Regions from separate parts of the Mus musculus genome. Here region 2 is linked to region 1. A link is a contact called in public promoter capture Hi-C data. All regions are on one chromosome and are shown on one strand. Each heading gives the region's core, a stretch centred on a gene start, on an enhancer-like site or on the middle of the called end of the contact. The rest is flanking DNA. Distances are from core to core; before and after follow the strand shown.

What was found. Promoter capture Hi-C pulls out the DNA fragments that hold promoters and counts their contacts.
Region 2: a contact with region 1 is called in a promoter capture Hi-C map of pre-B cells, with 3 times the contacts expected there. The contact joins the promoter of Stim2 here to the promoter of Ppargc1a in region 1.

What each region holds. Positions count from the first base shown.
Region 1 is chr5:51,551,626-51,556,811 of GRCm38.p6, forward strand. Ppargc1a (peroxisome proliferative activated receptor, gamma, coactivator 1 alpha) reads right to left here and starts at 2,296. Exons shown (of 13, transcript NM_008904.2): 1 at 2,110-2,296. The coding sequence starts at 2,157.
Region 2 is chr5:53,996,566-54,001,751 of GRCm38.p6, forward strand. Stim2 (stromal interaction molecule 2) reads left to right here and starts at 1,958. Exons shown (of 12, transcript NM_001081103.2): 1 at 1,958-2,469. The coding sequence starts at 2,319. Gm30601 (a long non-coding RNA gene) reads left to right here. Exons shown (of 2, transcript XR_376962.2): 2 at 1-48.

The sequences.
Region 1 (5,186 bases), core at 1,046-3,545:
GAAGAGAGAGTCAGTGGACTTGGCAGCCTTAATTAAATTAATAAAAAACAGAAACTTAACTTGTGATAAAAACAGTAGTTGAACTGGGAGGTATGGAGGCAGGTAAGAATGACAGTCTTCGTGAAGAGTGTCAGGTGATCTGTCTCTATCAATCTTAGTAACCTTATTGTACATCCCCTCCATTAAGCTGTGAAATACCAGGAGACTCTGAGTAGCTCTGGTGGTTTGGGTTTTTATTAACCAATACACTGTCCTGTCATTATGTGTGAAAGGACATAATAGGTTTGAAGATGACAGCAAGCATTAATGATTCAAAAAAATGGAAGCTGCCCACACTACCTGCTGCTTGTAATATTTCGACAGGCAGGAATGATTCCCAGAGCCACAGGCTCGAAGGCACGGGTTTCTAGCAGCTGGCTGTCTACTATGCCGCACTAACTGAGACTCAATCTAAGGCTGGACGCTGAGCCCCTATCCCCAACTCCTTAAGAAAAACAAAGAAAGAACAAACTTAAAGCCATGGTTATAAATGGCTATGGCGTTTATTTGCAAACAATCACAGGAATTCTGACTAAGGCAAATCTTCCTCATCTCCTTTAGATCACAGCTCTTCAGTCTCTGAGCAGTTTCGGAACGATCCAAGAGGTAAAAATGAAAGTGATTCGAAGAGAGCTATGGTGCCAGCCAGACAACCACCCACGGGTTACGCTGGCTACTCCAACAATTAGGACTTTGAATCCACTTAGAACTCTGACTTCAATAGCCAAGGGACACATGAATTATCTATATCTATTCTGCCTTGCCAAGAAATCACAAGATAACAATAATTATAACCTGCAAATCCGATCTGCCAAAGCCTAGGGAAAGCAAACGGAGCCAACATCTGCAGACCCAGCAAAGAGTTAAGGACCCAGGGCACGCCTGGCTAGATAGGAAAAATGCATTCGCAGGCGGCCTCGCCAAATCATTTTCACTTTAGATGTGTATCACTGCACCACACGGACATCTTATTTAATCAAATCACGTGTGGCACTTGACCCTCCCCCTTACCCTACGTGCCCCCGCTACCGGGAGGAAGCACCATTGTTAGTTAGCAGCTCCGATCCTCCGCGCAATTCAATTCGGGTCCATCTCACCAGAGTCCACAAAAGTTTCACTTGTTTTCCAACTTGCTCAAACTTTCCCCGAGAACATTCCATTGTACTGAATGCAAACACGCTGAAGTCCTCTGGCCCCAGCTAGACTCCAGAGATTACGGGGAAACTGCTTGTGTTTTTTCCTCCCCTGTATGAATTGTAGCCAGCAGAGACTGTGGAATTGATGTATTGCGGTCTATTTTTACACAAGCAGTGAGCTGCTCCACACACGGTCTGCATAAACTCCATTCTCTCCCGGCTTCAGGCAGCTCTCCGTGGTAGAGAGATTTAACCGTTCGGTTTCTCGCCACAGAAGCAAACAGAAAGCTTTGGTCTCTTAAGGCTGGGATTTTTTTTTTTTTTTTTAACTCGCTAGCCAACCCTTTCAGCCGCACACAAGTGTTTTAAAGGAAACAGCACTGTCGTTTTGTGTTCTGTGGGAAAAGCAACCTAACTCAGACCCAGCAGGAATATTTAGGGTCTTGTAAATTCTCTGTTTAATGAACAGAGAGAGGAGGGCGGAAAAGATAAATCCTGACGAGAGTCAAAACGGACTCTCTTTTTAACACAATTCATTTTAATGTTTATCTTCATTTTCTTATAAATAGAAATGGCATTTTTCCAAGCAGGCCACTGAACACTGGAAAGACTTCAGCTCCTGATTCATATCAATATCTTAGAGCATAAATATTGCATATGAGTAGAAACAGAGCCAAAGGCACATGGAAAGAGTTTCTAACTGCTACAGATACTGATGACAGCAGCTAAGCTTTGATTTGCTCAAGGCATCTCCGAGCCACCTTAAAATAGCAAACTTATTGGAGTTAAGATAAGATGGAGATTTCCCCCTCCAAAAGCTCCCGCTGAGCCACTTTCTATGTCCCCTCCTCTCCCCTAGCCCATCCCCCCCCCCCTCCAGGAATCATTGCATCTGAGAGAAGCTCCGGTCCTGCAATACTCAGCCCCAGCTCACCTCTATGTCACTCCATACAGAGTCTTGGCTGCACATGTCCCAAGCCATCCAGCTCCCGAATGACGCCAGTCAAGCTTTTTCAACTCCAATCCACTCTGACACACAGCACACACTCATGCAGGCAACCAGCCCCTTACTGAGAGTGAACTGAAGGCACCTGTCTTACTACAGTCCCCAGTCACATGACAAAGCTATTAAAAAGTAGGCTGGGCTGTCACTCACCCAGCCTCCCTTCTCCTGTGCAAGCTTGCTGCACAAACTCCTGACGTCACTCCAAGGCAGCCCTCTGCCTCAGTGAAGTAACGCTTAGAGAGAGAGGAAAAAAAAAATAGAAGAAAGAAAAGGAAACACTTGGCCTTTGGGAGGCTTCAAGCATCACACTGTGACTGAAGCCAGCTTTGAATGCCACCAACTCTAAACCGGAGCCCTGCTCACATAATAACTCAAATCTCCTGCAATCTTTTTTTTTTAAATTTATTTTCCATCCAAAACAGGCAAATAGCAAAGATCCCCTGTTACTGACACAGTAACTACACCCTTGCCTAAAATGTGTGTGCTTTAAGAAATGGTTTCCAAGTAGCCCCAGACTCAGCTTGGAACTGAAGCAAGCGCTCCTCATGTGATACATTTTCATGAGATTCTTTTTTTTCCCTCCCTATTAGAGGAGTGTTTGAAGGCAACACCCCCGATTTTCTTTCTCTCTCTCCTTTCTTTCCTTCCTTCCTTCCTTCCTTTCTTCCTTTCTTCCTTCCTTCCTTCCTTTCTTTCTTTCTTTCTTTGTTTCTTTCTTTCTTTCTTTCTTTCTTTCTTTCTTTCTTTCTTTCTTTCTTTCTTTCCATGTTTAGTCAACAAAACCGCCACATTTGTTTAGGTCTAAACAAATTTCTCTACCCCAAATCAGCTGTCTCCTTGGCAGTAGAGAATGCAGTCTCCTAAACTGTTACTGCAGTTTGCCTTGCTCCTTGTAAAGCAAGCAAGCCACAACACCCTAGACTCTTGGGTTCCCCCTCATGATTCTTTCCGTGGATCTCATAGGCTCCCAGAAAACAAATGCTAGAAAATACAATTGCTGCTGCCATCCCTGAAACAGCTTAGCTACTCACCTGCCCCCACCCCTTATTTCTTTTCTCATATGTAGCACAGTCTTCCTCATGGCTTCAGGGTGCCTTTTTGAATAAACATTGGACTCCAACCCTAGTGCCTTGGGCTGTACAGTTTGTTTTTGAAATCAAGAATGTCCAGGGAATGAAGGAAAAACACTGAAATGGTATCAGCAGAGATACTCATTTCTTGAGCTTTGCTTACTAATACTTTTTTGTCGTTCCTGAGTCAATGAGGGGTAATGCAGGTGCCACTGTTTTTCCTGTGACATTACAGACAGAGGACATAACCAACTCTCAGCACTTTCCATAACACTTGGGTGCTCAGACTTAACCCTTCCAGGCCCAGTGAGAAATGCACAGGGGACCTTTGAAAACATATTTTCACAATACCTCAAACCCCACAGACTCAAAAACCAGCTCATTTCCTTTACTTGACAGTAATTTAGAAGAAGAAAAAAGTCCCTATGCATCTAAATATAATTTATAAAGCACCATTCATTTAAACTCCTATTCCACTGAGGTTAATTTAATGTGCTCTTTATTTTCTCTCCCCTTAGAAGGAAAACATTGGTGACTTCTCTCAGTCTGACTTTATATAGTCAGTTACTAATACAGTAAAGTGAAAGAAAGAAATGCAGCGAGCGTGCACACACACACACACACACACACACACACACACACACACACACACACACAAAGCCCACAAGCTTGCTGTTTGCTTCAGACCCCGTATAAGGGGTCTGTTTGCTTGGATGTCCACAACTAGTAGACAGGGAATATGGTAATGAAATCGACAGTTTGTCAATAAGTGAACAGAACAAGATGGCCAACAGCTTTGACATTCTAAATTAGGTGAATATACTTCACTGCTACAACTGTCCTCTTCCAAACATCAGAAAGGTATTATTCATTTAATTTTCTAATTCAGAGAGAGAGAGAGACAACCCTGGGATCATTTTCTACATGCAATTAGTAGCCTTACTCTGTACTCCCACAAAGAAACACTAATTTTTCTTGCCAATTAGATTTTTACTTAATGTAAAACTTCAGTAAACTATTAAAATTCAGGACAAAGGTCATGGGCTCTACTTTCCACACAGTCAACTGTGAAATAATGCTGGCCACTTAGCTATAAAGAGTCGATGTTTATTCATCATTATCAAGCAATCCTGGCATCCTGATGGTAACTGATACTTTGGTTTCTCTTTGTCATCCATTAGGCATCCACCATACTTTTTCAAACCTCATGCACACCTCTTCTTACAGATGGTTGCTTGCACTAGATAACTCTGCATTATTGTTTTGATATCTTAACTTGCTCACACTGAATTGTGGCAGGATTTTCTTTTTCTTTGCTTTGAAAAGATAATTTCTTTCTTTCTTTCTTTCTTTCTTTCTTTTTTTGCCACCTAATTCTACTTTAAAAAAAGAAAAGAAAAGAAAAGAAAAGAAACTAACCCAGCACATCCATGAAGCTAATGATCTGCTTAAAACAGCCACTCTGTCCTCTACCTTCATAAAAAGGGGTATGTGAAGCTAGAGAGAGCACAGGGCTGATGAACACAGACACGCTGCCCTCTTCCCCTTGTGTTTCTGCTGCTATAGAAGTCCATTTTAAACTGATTTGTAGAGTGAATGAGAATACCTTCTACTTGTTTCTTGGGCCTCAAAATTACAACTCTAACAAGAAGGATATTTTAGAAGTCTTATCATTTGCTTAATTAACTCTTCAAATTAAAAGTCCTCTTCTGTCCAGCTTTTTGCTCTTCTCAAGAGAATTTAAATTGTTAGTTGCTCACCAACCTTGGATTTTTCTGTCTCCCCAGGCAGTTTCTATATTTAATTTTCTCTCTGTCTTGACTCCTGTTGCTCTCTCTCTCTCTCTCTCTCTCTCTCTCTCTCTCTCTCTCTCTCTGTGTGTGTGTGTGTGTGTGTGTGTGGTGTGTGTCTGTGTGTGTGTGTGTGTGTGTGTGT
Region 2 (5,186 bases), core at 708-3,207, 2.4 Mb after region 1:
ACCTGTGGTCCCACTAGAGAGAAATAAACATTTATGATTCCAAATCCATTATCGGGTCTCAGTGTGCCCTGTGTTTGAAAGAAATCGTATGCCATCTTTGTTTAAAGAAGCTCGGGCCCAGTGGATTGCTAGTTTTTCCTGGTTTTATATTGTTATTGCTGTAACATAGTTTGTACTACCCACGTTAGGAACTAATTCCGAGTCAGAACCGTGTAAGAATCTATAAGGTAATAGACAAAAATTGTATCTCCTGTCCAAGATGGTAAAGTTCCCTAGGAAAGGACTGTTAGCAATTTTAGAGCTTCAAGTTCTGACTTATTTGACATTTCCAAGTGTTTCTTAGTCTGCTGAATATAATACCCCACCGTATAATACTTTGCTCGGCGTATATGAGATGTTCAGTAAATACTGATGAATTAAATGATGCCTCCTGTAGAGTAGGAAAGGAACTTATTTACTTCCTGGTTATCCGGTGCCTAGCAGTTCTGTCTACTCAGCAAACACAAGGCTTCACTGCCTTTCAGCAAGCAAAATAGAAACTTACTGTTGCCCGGTAAGGAACGGCCCCACCCTCCAACATAATGCCCCTAAGAAGTATGTCAAGAAATAATTGTGGTTGATTAGCCTTGTTATTATTCCTGATTCTTTTCTGCAGTGTGCATCTTCCTCTTCCACTACCCGACATTCTTTTGGTCAAGCTTCCTAAGGAATTGTTATGTATTTGACTTCTTGACTTCTGGAACAAACTGATCTAAACTGCAAGCCAACAACAAAATCCAACAGTAGTCAGACCTATGTTCTTAACAATCCTAGCTTCGAGTTCTTAAATATGTGTGTGTGTTCAACACCTCCTTTTACATTTCAAAGGTTTTCTGAAGAAATGCTTTGATATGGGTCTCTGAGGTATGTAGCTTGCCTCTGAGTGCCATTTACCTGGGTCACATCCTGAGGACTCCTACCACAATTGAAACAAAATAAAAAAACAGCCAACAACAATAACAACAACATAGTCCCATTGCAATGGTAGCATCTACTTGAAGAAATAGATTCCGGTTCTTTTCCCCTTTTAGATCAATTGGATCTGGAGCAGAATTGCAAGAGCATCCACAAAACTGCTTCATTGCAGATAAGCAAAATGGTCAAGTCTATGTTGTAGTTGGGGCAACCTGTTCAGCTGGCAGTCTATAGAAGTGGTGGTTTGGCAGATGAGTGGCAGTGACTGCCTTCAGTGTCAGCATGGAAAATAGTAAGAAGCTAGAGCACATTATTCGAACATTTCCATTCAGTAGTTGATAAATCGGGCCATGTCCATTTATTAGCTATGGGCCGGTGGGTTGGTTAAGCTATTTTAACATTTCAGCGCTTGGGTTTCGTCACATGTAAAATGGCGATGAGATTGAGTTACACTATGCCACTGTAAATTGCTTAGAGAAATTCCTAGCACTCTGGCACAAGGTATGCGCTTTGCCAAATGTTTGTCAAGTAAATACAAAGCTAGGCTGGGTTTCCCTCCGCTTCTACAAAGCTGGCAACCGGTAACCCCCACCAACATCCAAGTTAGGGGAGGCCGCTGTTTCCCACTGCAAGGTTTTTTTTGACCCACGGGGTTAAAGCACTCAGAGGATCTGCGACGTCGATACGCTTTATCCAGGTCTCCAGGCTGCCCATCATCAGATCACGGCGTGGGCGAGACTCACTCCTTCCTCCCGCTCAGCTTCTCTGGCTCCTGAAGCACAGCCTGGGCGGCTGTCCCACGCCCCGCCTATCGGTCTGGGAACGCCCCTAGGGGCGGGGCCCACGACCACGCACGCGCAGTGCCGCGGCGTTGCGCCTGCGCCGTGGCGGGGCTGAGGGAGGCGGGGGATTGGTATGAGAGCGAGTGTGTGAGGGGAGGGAGGTGGCCCGGCCGAGCGTGGTACTACGGCGGGCGCGGGCCGGAGGGGGCGGGGGGATGCGCCGCGGCGGCGGCGCGGGCGCTGGGCTGGGGCTTGGCCGCGCCAGAGCAGCGGATCCCGGTGTCGCCGCGGCAGCTGCGCGGGTGTCGCGCTGGGTCGGAAGACGCCGTACCACTGCGCTCCCCCACTTTTTTTTTTTTTTTTTTTTTTAAATAACCGGAACCAATGAACGCGGCGGCGAGCCGAGCTTCGCGGGCCGCCGGTGAAGGGAGCGGGTCAGCACCCGGCGGGAGTCCGCTTCCGAGGCGGCCGGGCCCCGGGCAGCTGGCGGTGAGCGAGTGGCCGGCGGCTCCTGTGAGCGCTCCTCCCGCCGTGGCACCGGGCCGGGCCTCGGGCCGCCCTCTCCGGCGGCGCTGGGCAGCAATGCTGCTCTTCGGGTTGTTGGTGGCCGGCGTGGCGGACGGATGCGATCTGGTGCCCCGGCACCTCCGCGGGCGGCGCGCGTCGGGATCGGCCGGAGCGGCGGCGTCTCCTTCGGCTGCGGCTGCGGGCGAGCGCCAGGCGCTGCTGACAGGTGAGGCCCGTGCGGGCGACGGGCAGGCTTGGCGGGACTCCCGGCAGGACCCCATCCCCCGAGAGGGCGCCTAGCGGTTGCCTTGGCGCCGGTCGTCGCACTTCGGACGCCTTCCTAGTCCACCGACTGGCGCCTCTACTGTGCTTTCTTCGCCCTTAGTGGGCTCCTGCGAGCTTCCCAGCTGAGCAATGCAGTGGTTTCTCTTTCGTGCTGCCGAAGGGACCAGTGGGGTCTGTAGGGGACTGGGCTCATTTCCCCTCTTCCCAAAGCCGCCAAAGAAAGTAGGCGGCGGCAGCAGCAGCAGCAATGCGGTATGGAGTTGGCCCCTGTTGCCTTTGCAAAGGCGGCTGGCAGCTTCTTACCGATCGAGAGCCGGGCTGAGCGCCCTGTCCCAGGGGAAGCTGCTGAAGAGATTCTTTGAGAGCCACAGCACCTAGTGGCACTAGTGGTTCTGTGTTAGTATGAAGAAACGTCAAAGTCTGGTGTGTTTTTGTGGGGGTACGAGGACGCTTTAAGGGATGGAAAGTATATGCTGTTTGAGAGCATCACTGGGTGACAAAGGGTGCAGAAAGCGCAGCAGGTAACCAGAAACACACCTACAATTTACCAAGTGCAGGATATTTGTGACGTGGATTTGGGCAGCATAGTTCTGATGGAGTGCACCAGTACCTTTTTTAAACACAGAACGTTCTAGCACTTACTGAAAACTTGCAAATATGTTTGGTAAGGTTAAGTAGAAAATTGTATGCTTTTACAGCCTTCGTTGTCTTATATAACTGATCTGGTGTGGTTTAAGCAGTGATGTAAAGGTCCTGAAATGATTTCCTGGGGCACAGTGCTGGAGGTAGAGTAACTTATTTTTCTTGCTGCTGTGTTTATTTTTAAGGTAGATCTCTAGGTTTTCTGGAAGAACAGCAGGATTAAAGAGGAATAAGATGATTCACTGTTAATTTAACTGCAGTGGTAGCCCAACAGGCGTCTGGGAGTTACTAACAGCTGCTCAGCAAAGTGTTCAGGAGTCTTTAGATCATAGCAGCTTTCCTCTGAGTTCTGTGACAGGCTATTTCCTGTTGCAGACAGAAGAAGGATGTCGGTAAGCATTGTCAGGCACTTTGAGAGTTGGAGGGTATAGAGCATAATGATTAGCATACTCAAGGTACTCAAAAAACTTACCAGATCCTGGTCAGTTGAACCAGGCAAGTCATCACTGGTTGCCTTGGATAAAGGATTATAGAATGATCTTTAGGGACGTAGTATGTAGGGAGGGATATATTGGGTGGTTTCATGCTCAAATAGTTATTTTCTAACAAAAATATGGCAAGTGTGGAAGGGAACAGTGTTAAACTAGTTAAAACCTACACTAGAGTGTAGGTTGAGGGCTTATTGTCTCCCCTAGGAGTGGAACGTTAGCTTCTAAATGGTATAGTAGTGTGGGTCCCCCCACCTCTTTGGCAGAAATGTTTGATTACATAATGCCTTAACAAATGTGATTGACAGAGAGGCAAGTGATCTAGAACTTTGGTGTTTATTGACTCTTCAAGCAAGTATGTTTTACTGAGAACATCAAGAAATCAGCGCAGATGGACTTCTAATAAGCTGTAACCCTTTTAATTTTCTCTGTAGTTATTTATGGCACAGTTGAAAAGACGCAGTGATTCTTAGTGGGAAAGATCATCACACAAAGTGAAGTTGTGCTGTCGTGCTTTTTAATAAATTTGCTGAAATGTTGACCTCGGAATTATTTCTGTTTATAAAAGATCTCTTTTTTTCCCCTTATGTTCAAATATTAATTTTAAAACGTTAAACATTTCCACTTAAAGTTTCAGATTTTACAACTGCTCAGTATCTAAGTTGAATAATAGAATTTTAATAAGTTTATGAAAATACAGTCAGCAGGGCTGGTGTTTAGGGAAATGTAGATTGAAAAATGACTTGTGAAAGTAGAATGTGTTGAAAAATGCTTTGAATTGTATGGCCTCTGTAAGGCCCTTTCTCATTTAATAGTTTTTGTGGGTAGTTCTCTTTTATGGCTCCATTTGTTTTATTAAACCTGGGACATAAATGGATGGCGATACTTCACACTTCAGGAAGTGGAGCCACAGGCAAACCCTGTTACATTCCAGACAGTGTTAATGGATAGATGCAGACATGAGCATATGAGAGAACTACATTTTATGTGGATTTTGCAATCTGAAAACTTGTGAAAGAACTGTGAGAGAATTTTTCTCCGGGGTTCCCTGTGAAAGTGGCTGTCTCACTGTTGACATGTCTAATAGTTTCATAAACTGACAGCGACCCCATTCTCTGTTTTCCTTCCCAGATTAGCACTTTTAATACTTAACCGTTAGGAGCTTCTGAGGCGTTTGCTTTTTATTAAAACAGTCCAGAACACACCTTTACATTGAAGCTTACTTCCAAGGGTCTTATGTTGGTGTATTTTTAGAACAAATTATCTTTAAGTCTGGCTTGTTCTTAGTTTTGAACAACAACAACAAAAGTATTCTTGCAGAGATAGGCAATGATACCATCAAAATCAATAGATCCATTGTCTTACATGTTGTAGTAATATAGAACCAATATTTATAATATCACATAGTAAAATATTTAAATTGTATATGTGCATATGCATGTTTATATTTTTAGTTAAAAAAGTAATCCACATGATTAAAACCTAATTCAGATTAAGGATTGAAGGCTGGAGTAGACAGAGGATATTT